2 separate regions of the Oncorhynchus mykiss genome follow, and region 2 is linked to region 1. The links are chromatin contacts, called in public Hi-C maps. All regions are on one chromosome and are shown on one strand. The core of a region is the stretch at or near the end of the contact, and the rest is flanking DNA. Distances in the headings are between cores, read along the strand shown.

Region 1 (6,751 bases), core at 1,642-4,141:
AGTTTTTCATGGTCAGTTAGTCAAAGCACTAGAGCTTGAGGCTCTTCTTCATCTCTGTTCTGTTAGTGCTGTATCTCTCTGTTACACTGAGATCATGTAAAAACAGAACATGGTCCCAACCAGCATCACTGCTAACACACCTAATCGACTCAGTAAGAAGTCCTAGCCCTTTGTTAGAATGACCCTGTATTATTTATGACTAGACTTATAAATGCAAAGACAGCTTGATCGTTGACAGGTTATTGTAGATGTACAGTTGAAGTCAGACATACACTTAGGTTGGAGTCATTAAAACTCATTTTTCAACCACTCCACAAATTTCTTGTTGACAAACTATAGTTTTGGCAAGTCGGTTAGGACATCTACTTTGTGCATGACACAAGTCATTTTTCCAACAATTGTTTACAGACAGATTGTTTCACTTATAATTCACTGTATCACAATTCCAGTTGGTCAGAAGTTTACATACACTAAGTTGACTGTGCCTTTAAACAGCATGGAGAATTCCAGAAAATTATGTCATTGCTTTAGAAGCTTCTGATAGGCTAATTGACATAATTTGAGTCAATTGGAAGTGTACCTGTGGATGTATTTCAAGGCCGACCTTCAAACACAGTGCCTCTTTGCTTGACATCATGGAAAAATCTAAACAAATCAGCCAAGACCTCAGAAGAAAATGTGTAGACCTCCACAAGTCTGGTTCATCCTTGGGAGCAATTTCCAAATGCCTGAGGGTACCACGTTCATCTGTACAAACAATAGTACGCAAGTATAAACACCATGGGACCACGCAGCCGTCATACCGCTGAAAGGAGACATGTTCTGTCTCTTAGAGATGAATGTACTTTGGTGCAAAAAGTGCAAATCAATCCCAGAACAACAGCAAAGGACCTTGTGAAGATGCTGGAGGAACCAGGTACAAATGTATCTATATCCACAGTAAAACAAGTCCTATATTGACATAACCTGAAAGGCCGCTCAGCAAGGAAGAAGCCACTGCTTCAAAACTGCCATAAAAAAGCCAGAGTACGGTTTGCAACTGCACATGGGGACAAAGATCGTACTTTTTGGAGAAATGTCCTCTGGTCTGATGAAACACAAATGGAACTGTTTGGCCATAATGACCATCGTTATGTTTGGAGGAAAAAGGGGGAGGCTTGCAAGTCGAAGAACAGCATCCCACTCGTGAAGCACGGGGTGGCAGCATCATGTTGTGGTGGTGCTTTGCTGCGAAGGGACTGGTGCACTTCACAAAATAGATGGCATCATGAGGGAGGAAAATTATGTGGATATATTGAAGCAACATCTCAAGACACCAGTCAGGAAGTTAAAGCTTAGTTGCAAATGGGTCTTCCAAATGGACAATGACCCCAAGCATACTTTCAAAGTTGTGGCAAAATGGCTAAAGGACAACAAAGTCAAGGTATTGGAGTGGCCATCACAAAGCCCTGACCTCAATCCTATAGAAACTGTGTAGGCAGAACTGAAAAAGTGTGTGCTAGCAAGGAGGCCTACAAACCTGACTCAGTTACACCAGCTCAGTCAGGAGAAATGGGCCAAAATTCACCCAATTTATTGTGGGAAGCTTGTTGAAGGCTACCTGAAACGTTTAATCCAAGTTAAACAATTTAAAGACAATGCTACCAAATACTTCTGACCCACTGGGAATGTGATGAAAGAAATAAAAGCTGAAATAAATCATTCTCTCTACTATTATTCTGACATTTCATATTCTTAAAATGAAGTGGTGATCCTAACTGACCTAAGACAGGTATTTTTACTAGGATTAAATGTCAGGATTTGTGAAAAACTGAGTTTAAATGTATTTGGCTAAGGTGTGTGTAAATTTCCAACTTCAACTGTAATTCCCCACCTCTGAAATGTGACATGTCCTTCTTTAGCAAACATTATGTCAGGTGTATTTGGATAATGGAAAAATAAAATCTCAGTGTCTCTGACAATTGACAACAAACTGACAATAAATCATTTTAAGACGAGCCAGTCTAGATACTGCAAGCATATTAGGCCTACATACAGGGAGGTCTGGCAGCAACCTACTGCTGTAGGCCTAGTTCGTACAATGGTCTTGACTCAAATCAATAACATGCTTTGATGCTAAAGAGGAAAAACCTATGCCTATAGCCTGTGTAAAGTATTCTCAATGGGCTGTGTGTGGTTTGGAAGGATGACACAATAGAGCTATCTCAGGGTAAGGTCTATGGAGGTTTATTTGGCATACTTTATGTGACCCATTGAAGGACGTACATTGTGTTGGATCTAGTTCCATTTGATAGGAAATGGTTTTATATCATCACATTGAAAAACACAGCAATAAAATAATACAGCATTGAATTGCAATGGTAAGTACCTTTTATATACAATGGAAAGTGGAGTCAAACAGTGTTGAGGTAAGTCCCACACCCTTTCCCGTAAGCACGTCAGTATGCAGCCATCTTGTGTCTGTCTATCCTCAATCCTGAGATGGCCGACACACTGAAGCATCATGGTTTAACATAATCAAACTGCTGAGTGGGATGCTTTACGTTGAAACATTCTTTGCTTGTTAGCTTACATTATTTTCATTTTAAAAGTGATTTTGTCTCACAATGGGCTGCTGATTTTCTTTTAAACAGAGCCAGTGTATACTAGCTGAAAACTCGTTGATCATAACTACAGTAACTACAGGTCCAACCAAGTCATCTTTGATCATATTTTCAAATTTTCTCTCCCCAATTAAAATGTGTTCTGGAATTGTTTAACACTACCACAGTGTGTTCTGGTATGTATGTGGAGGGGATAACCAAATCAAGTTCAGTTAGTTAATAAGTCTGTGAATGGAAAGTCCCTGATAAGATTCATAAAAGGGATCAAACTACAGGCTACAGTGAAGGATAAACAATGCCACAGTGCCATCTATAGGTAGACTGTAACTCTCCTCACTACTGTTTCAAAGAAATCACCTGATGAGTCACTTGACTTTTGGGTGTTTTTGTCCCTCCAGGGCAAAGATTCCTCTAGGAACAGATCTAGGATCCGCTTCCCCTCCCCCAAATGCAAAACTGACCCAAGATCAGCATCTTAGGGCAACTTCCCCCTACTCCGTCTCGGTCATGCTCAATGTAGGAGTTGCCTCTCATCAGAAATCTTGGATCAGATTACCCTACTTCCAAACCTAACATAAAAAATGGGTGGTGAAAAAAAAGGGGTAAAGTGGTTGGGGTAAACTTCTATCGACTCCCTCTGGCAAAGCCAGTTGTTATTGTCAACAGAGAACTGGAATTTGGCACATGCACCAGGAAGTAAGATCATCAGAGCAGAAGCCATAGCTTGTTAATCAGATCATGGAATCCTTCTCGTTACCTTGTTTCTCTGCATTCTGCAAACAGTCAGTATATTCTGTGACATTCCGACTCGGGAGGACTGAAAAATTAGATATTTTCTATTCAAAAGTTAGCTGATTTTATCTGTTGAATGGATATATAAAACGTATTAGGCGATATTTGAATGGCATTAGAAGTTGAATAGGATCTCTTCATTATAACAAAAAACATGTTTTAGCAATAAAGTCCTTATGGTTAAAATGCTTGCTGTGGTGTTATGGATGTTATTTCACACATAAAAAAGAAAACGTCATAGAATAATGAGTGACTGCTGGGTATGATGATGTAGGTGATATGAAAACACACCAGTGGAAGAATTATGATCCAATAGGAGATGAAAGAATTACAATGTCATCAGGCACCAGGCAGAACGGAGAAACATAAGTTGAAAAAGAAAGTGCAAGTAAATGTCATTGATTAGTGAGATGTTTTAATGGTGATACAGATGAATAAATAACATTATATATTGTTTATAGTTATATACAATAAATATATTGTGTGATATACAGTATATCACAAAAGTGAGTACACCCCTCACATTTTTGTAAATATTTGAGTATATCTTTTCATGTAACAACATTGAAGAAATGACACTTTGCTTCAATGTAAAGTAGTGAGTGTACAGCTTGTATAACAGTGTACATTTGCTGTCCCCTCAAAATAACTCAACACACAGCCATTAATGTCTAAACCACTGGCAACAAAAGTGAGTACACCCCTAAGTGAAAATGTCCAAATTGGGCCCAATTGGCCATTTTCCCTCCCCGGTGTCATGTGACTCGTTAGTGTTACAAGGTCTCAGGTGTGAATGGGGAGCAGGTGTGTTAAATTTGGTGTCATCACTCTCACACTCCCTCATACTGACTGGTCACTGGAAGTTCAACATGGGACATCATCGCAAAGAACTCTCTGAGGATCTGAAAAAAAATATTGTTGCTCTACATAAAGATGGCCTGGGCTATAAGAAGATTGCCAAGACCCTGAAACTGAGCTGCAGCACGGTGGCCAAGACCATACAGCGGTTTAACTGGACAGGTTCCACTCAGAACAGGCCTCGCCATGGTCGACCAAAGACGTTGAGTGCACGTGCTCAGTGTCATATCCAGAGGTTGTCTTTGGGAAATAGACGTATGAGTGCTGCCAGAATTGCTGCAGAGGTTGAAGGGGTGGGGGGTCAGCCTGTCAGTGCTCAGACCATACACCGTACACTGCATCAAATTGGCTGTCAAATTGGCATGGCTGTCATCCCAGAAGGAAGATAAACCAATTTGGTTCAGGTGGTGTCAAGCGTGTGTGGCAGCAACCAGGTGAGGAGTACAAAGACAAGTGTGTCTTGCCTACAGTCAAGCATGGTGGTGGGAGTGTCATGGTCTGGGGCTGCATGAGTGCTGCCGGCACTGGGGAGCTACAGTTCATTGAGGGAACCGTGAATGCCAACATGTACTGTGGCATACTGAAGCAGAGCATGATCCCCTCCCTTTGGAGACTGGGCCGCAGGGGCCAGTATTCCAACATGATAACGACCCCAAACACACCTCCAAGACGACCACTGCCTTGCTAAAGAAGCTGAGGGTAAAGGTCAAATCAAATCAAATCAAATTTATTTGTCACATACACATGGTTAGCAGATGTTAATGCGAGTGTAGCGAAATGCTTGTGCTTCTAGTTCCGACAATGCAGTAATAACCAACGAGTAATCTAATTAACAATTCCAAAACTGCAACCTTATACACACAAGTGTAAAGGGATAAAGAATATGTACATAAAGATATATGAATGAGTGATGGTACAGAACGGCATAGGCAAGATGCAGTAGATGGTATCGAGTACAGTATATACATGTGAGATGAGTAATGTAGGGTATGTAAACAAAGTGGCATAGTTTAAAGTGGCCAGTGATACATGTATTACATAAAGATGCAGTAGATGATATAGAGTACAGTATATACGTATACATATGAGATGAATAATGTAGGGTAGGTAAACATTATATTAAGTAGCAGTGATGGACTGGCAAAGCATGTCTCCAGACCTAAACCTTATTGAGCATCTGTGGGGCATCCTCAGACGGAAGGTGGAGGAGTGCAAGGTCTCTAACATCCACCAGCTCCGTGATGTCGTCATGGAGGAGTGGAAGAGGACTCCAGTGGCAACCTGTGAAGCTCTGGTGAACTCCATGCCCAAGAGAGTTAAGGCAGTGCTAGAAAATGATGGTGGCCACACAAAATATTGACACTTTGGGCACAATTTGGACATTTTCACTTAGGGGTGTACTCACTTTTGTTGCCAGCGGTTTAGATATTAATGGATGTGTGTTGAGTTATTTTGAGGGGACAGCAAATTTACACTGTTATACAAGCTGTACACTCACTACTTTACATTGTAGCAAAGTGTCATTTCAACAGTGTTGTCACATGAAAAGATATACTCAAATATTTACAAAAATGTGATTATATTTACTTTTGTGATATACTGTATATAGGCCTCACTAATAGCCTACACTAGTTCACTAGTCTTTCTCCATTAGGTAACTGGTCATTCAAATCCTGTCTATGACAGGACTGGCTGGTCTGCCGTGTTTGTTCCCATGAGTGAACTATAATGAGGGTTGTAGATATGTGCTTTCTTTTTCATACATGTATGATTAGTGATGACAGTAACTGTGCCTTAACAGCCCTGTCGGTGACTGGCCTGAGGGGTCAAGTAACTAGATGAGAGGAGAGCAGAGAGGACTACAGTATAGCCTACAGTATGTACCAGAGAATGAAGGGGTATGTTGTCTAGTGTGTAATATCTATCCATTCCCAGTAGCAAACACTTGTGAATTAAGTCTCTTCAGAACTACAGTATAAAAAGTCAGATGATAAATGATGAACAACGACAAGATGAAGCATTTTCTTTCTGTTTCAGTGATGACGTCAGAAGCAGAATAAAGGCAGGTAGTCACTGTTGGCTTGAAAGAAAGAAACAGAAAGAGACATAAAGAGTGTGTGTGTGTGCGTGTGTGCGTGTGTGCGTGTGTGCGTGTGTGCGTGTGTGTGTGTGTGTGTGTGTGTGTGTGTGTGTGATACTAGAACTGGATGATGCTTCAGTGTGTAGGCCATCTTCTTCTGACGTATAAGAAAGAGAGAGAGAGAGAGAGGATGCGCGTGTGTGTGTTTTTGTGTGTTTATTAGTTATTAGTTATGGGGGGGGAAAATGATACAGTTACATATTGGGATATTAGTATATTTTTTACAATATGTCGGATCATTTTGTTTGTTGTACCTGCACTAAAACGCCAGTATTTTTCCTTCATAGCTTTTCATTCACTCTCTTTTTAAATAGGGAGCCAATTTGTCTTCAGCACTTTTACTGATCAAAACTGATAT
Region 2 (6,945 bases), core at 3,876-6,375, 120 kb before region 1:
AGCTAGGGATTGCTTAAATAAGTATCTCCTCTGACGTAGGCATGTTTTCAATACAGACTCTTTTGTCGTACCGTATTCCATATAAGTCATCCAGAGCTTATGAAAGTTGCACAGTATACCCGTAATCTTGTACAAAATCAAATAGAATGATACATAACGTGACATTTCTGCTATTCATTGTGATAAAAGGTTGGATAACCAACCTTCCAGTTAATGGCAATGCATTTCTTAGCCTCTATAAATGCTAGGTTACACAGTTTCTTCTGATAACAGTCTCCTGTATCAACATTTCCAAGCAATCAAAAAGTGGGAGAAGAAAGTAAGTAGACATGCAGAGATAAAAGAACCAGAATTCAGCCAGCCTTCACAAGAGCATAACATATGCAAATATGTCCCCTTTTGTGTTTTACACCTTAAACTTCAGGCAGAGGAATAACATTTCTGAGTGTATGATATTCCGTTTCACTGGCATATAGTACGTTCTATGGATGGTCTTAAACTGCAGTAATCTATGTCTGAGAGTATATGAACATGACTGGGCATTCTAACATATCTGTATCTATTCAACATAATTAATAGTGTCTCCTAGGACTTCCTCACATTTTTGGTGAACATGTTTTGTGTCAATGGGAAAATCCTCTATCAACCCTTGATAAAGTTTGGATATAAGCTTTATGGGTTTGTAGGCTCTTGTCACGTTCGTCGTAATGATGGGACCAAGGCACAGCGTGATAGGCATACATTCTTCTTTTAATGAAGGAAAAACACTAAACAAACTAACAACAAAAAAAACTGAACATGCCGCTATATAACACGAGTGCTGACAGGCAACTACACAGACAATAACCCACAAACCAAAATGGAAAAATGGCAACCTAAATAGGATCCCCAATCAGAGACAACGATAAACAGCTACCTCTGATTGGGAACCATTTCAGGCCACCATTTACCTAGACATACCAAAACACCATAGATATACAAGAACCCTAGACAAGAAAACACACATACCACCCTCGTCACACCCTGACCTAACCAAAATAATAAATACAACAAAGATAACTAAGGTCGACGATCAGCTTCTAGTATCACAGTAGTGTCTCTTCCCTGACAGGGAGGCTATTGTGACCAGCATAGAGGCACTCGGTGGAAGAGACTCCAGCACAGAGCTGCGACTGGTCCCAGTTTAACCACTCCTGGTACTCCTGGTGTGCTGCAAGATTATGAATATAGGAAGATGCTGAGGAACTGCTGCTCCAATATAAATCCCTGATCAGGCTATTCAGTAGTGTAATGACATTGGCTACCTTGAGTCTCTTGGTTAGGAAACCTCTCTGGCAGGGTCCAATTGTTATGGAGCTGGAGACCTACCATTACTATGGACACAGCATGAGCGACCCCGGGGTTAGGTGTGACGTGATCTCTGACCTCTGACCCCTGAACCTGTGACCATCACCTGACCCCTGGTCTCTCTCCACCCCCTCACTCCTCCCCACACCTCCTCCCCTCTCCTCTCCTCTCCTCTCCCTCTCTCCTCCCTTAATCTGTTCTGTTTTAGCCTTACCCACCTCTTTGTGTTGCCTCTCTCCCTCACTCCCTATGTTAGTCTGTCTGGACACCCCTCAGTGTAGTGCGGTTTTGTTTTGGGATGCATCCCAATACTCTAGGCACCCCTTCCTTTCCAGGGCTATGTGTCTCTCTTTCTCATCAGCCAAGGGCTGGAGCTGAACCCTGCTAATCAGGTCAAACCCCCCTTTTTTTTTACTTCCTGTAGCTACACTCTTAGAAAAAAAGGTATATCTAGAACCTAAAATAGTTCTTAAGCTGTCCCCATAGGATAACCCTTTGAATAACCCTATTTGGTTCCAGGTAGAATCCTTTACACAGAGGGTTCTGCATGAAACCCAAAATGGTTCTACCTGGAACAAAAAAAAGGTTATGCTATGGGGACAGCCAAAGAACCAGCGTACCCCTAAGGAGGTCCAGGAAGTGCACAGTAAGAGTGACCCCATCATCACTATGCTGAAGGAATACATGCTGTCCAATAACATGGTTTCTTTGGAGGAGATCAAGGTACACACACACTCACACACACGCACATGTACACACACACACACACACACACACACACACACACACACACACACACATAAATAATTTAAAATTCTTTATATTAAGCAAACTAGACGGTACAATTTAGTTTTATATTTATTTACGGATAGCCAGGGGCACACTTCAACATAACTGCCGGGGATGGCAGGGTAGCCTAGTGGTTATAGCGTTGGACCAGCAACCGGAAGGCTGCAAGTTCAAGCTGACAAGGGACAAATCTGTCATTCTGCCCCTGAACAGGCAGTTAACCCACTGTTCCTAGGCCATCATTGAAAAGAAGAACTTGTTCTTAACTGACTTGCCTAGTTAAATAAAGGAAAAATAAAAACTTACAAACAAAGCATTTGTGCTTACTGAGTCTGCCAGATCAGAGGCAGTATCAATGACCAGGGAAGTGTGTGAATTGGACCATTTTCCTGTCCTGCTAAGCATTCAAAATGTAACAAGTACCTTTTGGGTCTCTGGGAAAATGTAAAAAGTACATTATTTTCTTTAGGAATGTAGTGAAGTAAAAGTTGTCAGAAATATAAATAGTAAAGTACAGATTCCCCCCAAATACTTTAAAGTATTTTTTACTTAATTACTTTACACCTCTGCCAAGCTTGCACACCCTATAGCTCTCCAGGATCAGGGTTGGTCCCCCTTGGTTTGGGGAGTGTCTGGGGGGTCTGGGTTAAACCAAGTACGTCTCTCTGTTTTTAAGGTTTATGACTGTGTGTATGTATTATGTTTCTCTGACCCAGATCCTATAGTAGCACTCGCTGCAAGTCATAACGTCATCAACGTCATTTGGGGCTCCTGGGTGGCACAGCGGTCTAAGGTACTGCATCTCAGTGCTAGTAGGAGTCACTACAGACCCTGGTTCAATCCAAGGCTGTATCACAACCAGTCGTGATAGGGAGTTCCATAGGGCTGTGCACACTTGGCCCAGCCAAGTGTTAGGGGAGGGTTTGGCCGGGGTAGGCTATCATTGTATGTGATAAGAATTTGTTCTAGTTAAATAAAGGTTAAATAAAAAATGAGTAACGTTCTATTTCTCTCTCCTCCTCTAATCCATGACATAGACTGACCAGGTTAATCAGCTGAAAGCTATGATCCTTATTGGTGTCACTTGCTAAATACATTTCAATCAGTGTAGATGAAGGGGAGGAGACAGGTTAAAGAAGGATTTTTAAGCCTTGAGACAATTGAGACCTGGATTGTGTATGTGTGCCATTGAAAGGGTAAATGGGCAAGGCAAAATATGTAAGTGCCTTTGAACGGGGTATGGTAGTAGGAGCCAGTTTCCCGGGTGTATCAAGAATGGTCCTCCACCCAAAGGACATCCAGACAACGTTACACAACGTTGGAGTCAGCATGGGCCAGCATCCCTGTGTGTCAAGCCCTGGCCTTAGTTATCTTTGTTTTCTTTATTATTTTGGTTAGGTCAGGGTGTGATGAGGGTGGTATGTGTGTTTTTGTCTTGTCTAGGGTTTTTATATATCTATGGGGTTTTGGTATTGTCTAGGTAAATGTAGGTCTATGGTGGCCTGAATTGGTTCCCAATCAGAGGCAGCTGTTTATCGTTGTCTCTGATTGGGGATCCTATTTAGGTTGCCATTTTCCATTTTGGTTTTGTGGGTTATTGTCTATGTGTAGTTGCCTGTCAGCACGTGTGTCTTATAGCGGCAGGGTCGGTTTGTTTAGTGTTCTTCGTGTATTAAAAGAAGAATGTATTCATATCACGCTGCGCCTTGGTCTCCTCGCTGTGACACTGTGGAATGTTTTCGACACCTTGTAGAGTTCATGCCCAGACGAATTGAGCATGTGTTTTAAGATTGTGAAGTCTCTAGCTTAGCTGAAGACACCAGAGTTAACGTCTCTCACTTTGCCAGAAATTCATACACACACACACACACAGTCTAAGTTTAGTTTACTTGTGTCAGTGTTCGACTGTTATGTTTTCAACTCTAAATGGTTATTCAATCAACATTAGTAATGTTAACTGTCATTTACTATTTTTACGGTCTAATATGTTTGTTGTAGGTAATGCAATATGATTTTGAGGTGTTGGACAAGAGTAAATGTGAAGTTTGTTAGTGCTATTCAAAAATGCTAAATGCTCATTCTGATAAATAGTTTTCCATCATGTGCCATCCAGACATTCACACTTAGTATTTAAAAAATCATGCAATTCCTATCATATATGAAGCGTTCCTTTAAAAATAGTGCTTTTTTGACATTGTAAATCTTGAAGTATTCTTGAAATAAACAGTGTGGAAACTAACCAATGGCAAGCACCAATTGGCGTTTCCTGATATCAAGGAATGCCGACATCAAGAAACGCCCCCAAATTGCGGTCTGCAATTACACCATACTGGATGTGTGTGACCTAAAATAATAGCCACATCTTTGCTGCCTCTCTTTCCCCTTACAACATGTAGGTTCCCCACAGACAACAAAGCCCTTGACCTCTTCATCTTTTTAAGAGTACGCATATTATAACCATTTCAAAAAGTAACATGTGTTTCCTATGACATAAAATAGGTTTTCTATGATTGTTTTGGAATTAGTGTCACAAAAATAGTAGACGGATAATGGTTGTTTGCCTAAATGTTTGCCTAAATCCAATCTCATCCACTAGATAGCAGCAAAGACCATCTACTTGTTCCTCTTAACTCTTGGCAGTAGTTTGGGGTGTTCTATGATTGGACCACTGTTACATAATTAGTTACTATGGGAGTAAGGAAGGATCAGGTTCTGATGAACCTGGAAGTAAGGAGACCGTCAACTAAGGCATCTACAATTCTTGCATGTAGCCAACAACGTCTTTTATTAGCCAAAACAGCAGTTGACTACCCCTTGAGAATGTCCTCAATTTTGTTGTGCCAGTTCTCTCCTATTCTTGTCTCCCACATTAGTGACCTAATTCCAGATCCGAGTTTCAATTCTTTGAAATCACGTGGTGGGGGCAGTGTGCTGAGATATTGTACCTCTGTGGGGCGCAACTCCCTAACTACTGTAATCCTTAATTCAACACACTCAAAGGGGCTTTCCAGTAGAACACATTAAAAAATGTTTGTTAACCAGACAGGAAACTGCATATCATCTTATAAAATTATGAATTAATAAGGGCCAGTAAAATGTGCTGTCCTCAGGGTATTCTAGGGGATTCACAACAAGACAACGGGAGTTTACCTGACACCCCCCAACCATGTAATACTAAATTCTGTCATCTCAGGAGGTGGAAAAGGCTGGTGTCAAATCCATAATAATGCACAATACCACTGTGTCTTAGTCAGAAACCATGACAATCAAAATGCTGTAGCTGTATACCACACTAGGTCCACTATATCATGTGATATCATGGTATCATAAATTGTAAAACCTTTTCAGTAATCCTACTTAATGAAATGGACTTTGGCAAATGAGGCTGATGCAGGTACAACAAATTCAGTAATGGTCCAGTCTAGTTTAACACAGGGCAACCATAAGTGTTATTCTTACATGAACTCTGGCCAAACAAGAAGAGATCTTAGATCATCTGCCTATTTTAGATTGGTTTGGTGTGCAACACTTCCTCTGTGTCTGCCAACTGGTTTCTCTAGTTTCACACTGCAGTTGACTTCTGCTGTTTGTTGATCACCATCAGCGTGTTTGATATCCTCGACTGTGTCAGGTCACCGTGGTGACTCACCATCAACATGGGTTACCTAAGGTGAGGCTGATAATGAGGCTAGGAAGTTGTGCTTCATTTGCTCAGACTATTCTCAAATATCTAACACCAAACCAAGTCTGTGTAATGAAATCTAATGCAGCCTTTTGTTTATTATAATCAGATAAGGTGTCCTTGTTGAACAGCGATATTGTGTATAACAGCTTCAATAGAAGTCACAAGACCCAGGGCTTGGCTTGTTTTGCTTGGTGAAGTCTATTAAAGTGAAAGCAAAGGCAGAAGGGACTTTTTCCCTACGTGATGATCATTGCACCGGTGCACCTTGTGCTGGGGGCAATTAAAGGCCACTCTAAAATGTGCCGTTTTGTCACACAACACAATGCCACAGATTGAGGGAGTGTGCAATTGACATGCTGACTGCAGAAATGTCCACCAGAGCTGTGGCCAGATCATTGAATGTTAATTTATCTACCATAAACCGCCTTCAACGTCGTTTTAGAGAATTTGGTAGTATGTCCAACCGGCCTCACAACCGTAAACCATGTGTAACCACATTAGCCCAGGACCTCCACATTCGGCTTCTTCACCTATGGGATTGTCTGAGACCAGCCACCCGGACAGCTGATGAAACTCAGGAGTATTTCTGTCAGTAATTAAGCCCTTTTGTGGGGAAAAACTAATTTTATTGGCTGGGACTGGCTCCCCAGTGGGTGGGCCTATGCACTCCCAGGCACAGTGATGGCTGCGCCCTGGCCCAGTCATGAGAAAACCATAGATTAGGGGCAAATGTATTTATTTAAATTGACAGATTTCCTTATATGAACTGTAACTCAGTAAAATAGTTGAAATTGTTGCATGTTACATTTATAGTTGTGTCCAGTATAAATATATTGACTGTTGCTATCAAAGTCACTCCGAAGGATATGTTACATAAGTATTCAGACCCTTTACTTAGTACTTTGTTGAAGAACCTTTGGCAGTGATTACAGCCTTGAGTCTTATTGGGTATGACGCTACAAGCTTGGCACACCTGTATTTGGGGAGTTTCTCCCATTCTTCTCTGTAAGTCCTCTCAAGCTCTGTCAGGTTGGATGGGGAGCGTCGTTGCACAGCTATTTTTATGTCTCTCCAGAGATGTTCGATCGGGTTCAAGTCCGGGCTCTGGCTAGGCCACAATGACA

What was found. Hi-C and Micro-C count contacts between places; a contact is called where the count stands out from the background.
Region 2: a contact with region 1 is called in a Hi-C map of liver, with 5 times the contacts expected there. The contact joins two enhancer-like sites. A contact is called at or near these places in 2 of 3 Hi-C or Micro-C datasets (blood and liver).

What each region holds. Positions count from the first base shown.
Region 1 is chr18:40,155,416-40,162,166 of USDA_OmykA_1.1, reverse strand. No RefSeq gene overlaps it. Among protein-coding and RNA genes, the nearest start is that of LOC110496224, 5.4 kb to the left of the region's middle. Within about 2 kb of position 2,891, at least 3 of the 11 cell types and tissues checked have an H3K27ac peak or open chromatin away from gene starts, as enhancers often do. A contact at or near this core is called in liver, where this site is marked.
Region 2 is chr18:40,275,496-40,282,440 of USDA_OmykA_1.1, reverse strand. No RefSeq gene overlaps it. Among protein-coding and RNA genes, the nearest start is that of LOC110496233, 18 kb to the left of the region's middle. Within about 2 kb of position 5,125, at least 7 of the 11 cell types and tissues checked have an H3K27ac peak or open chromatin away from gene starts, as enhancers often do. A contact at or near this core is called in liver, where this site is marked.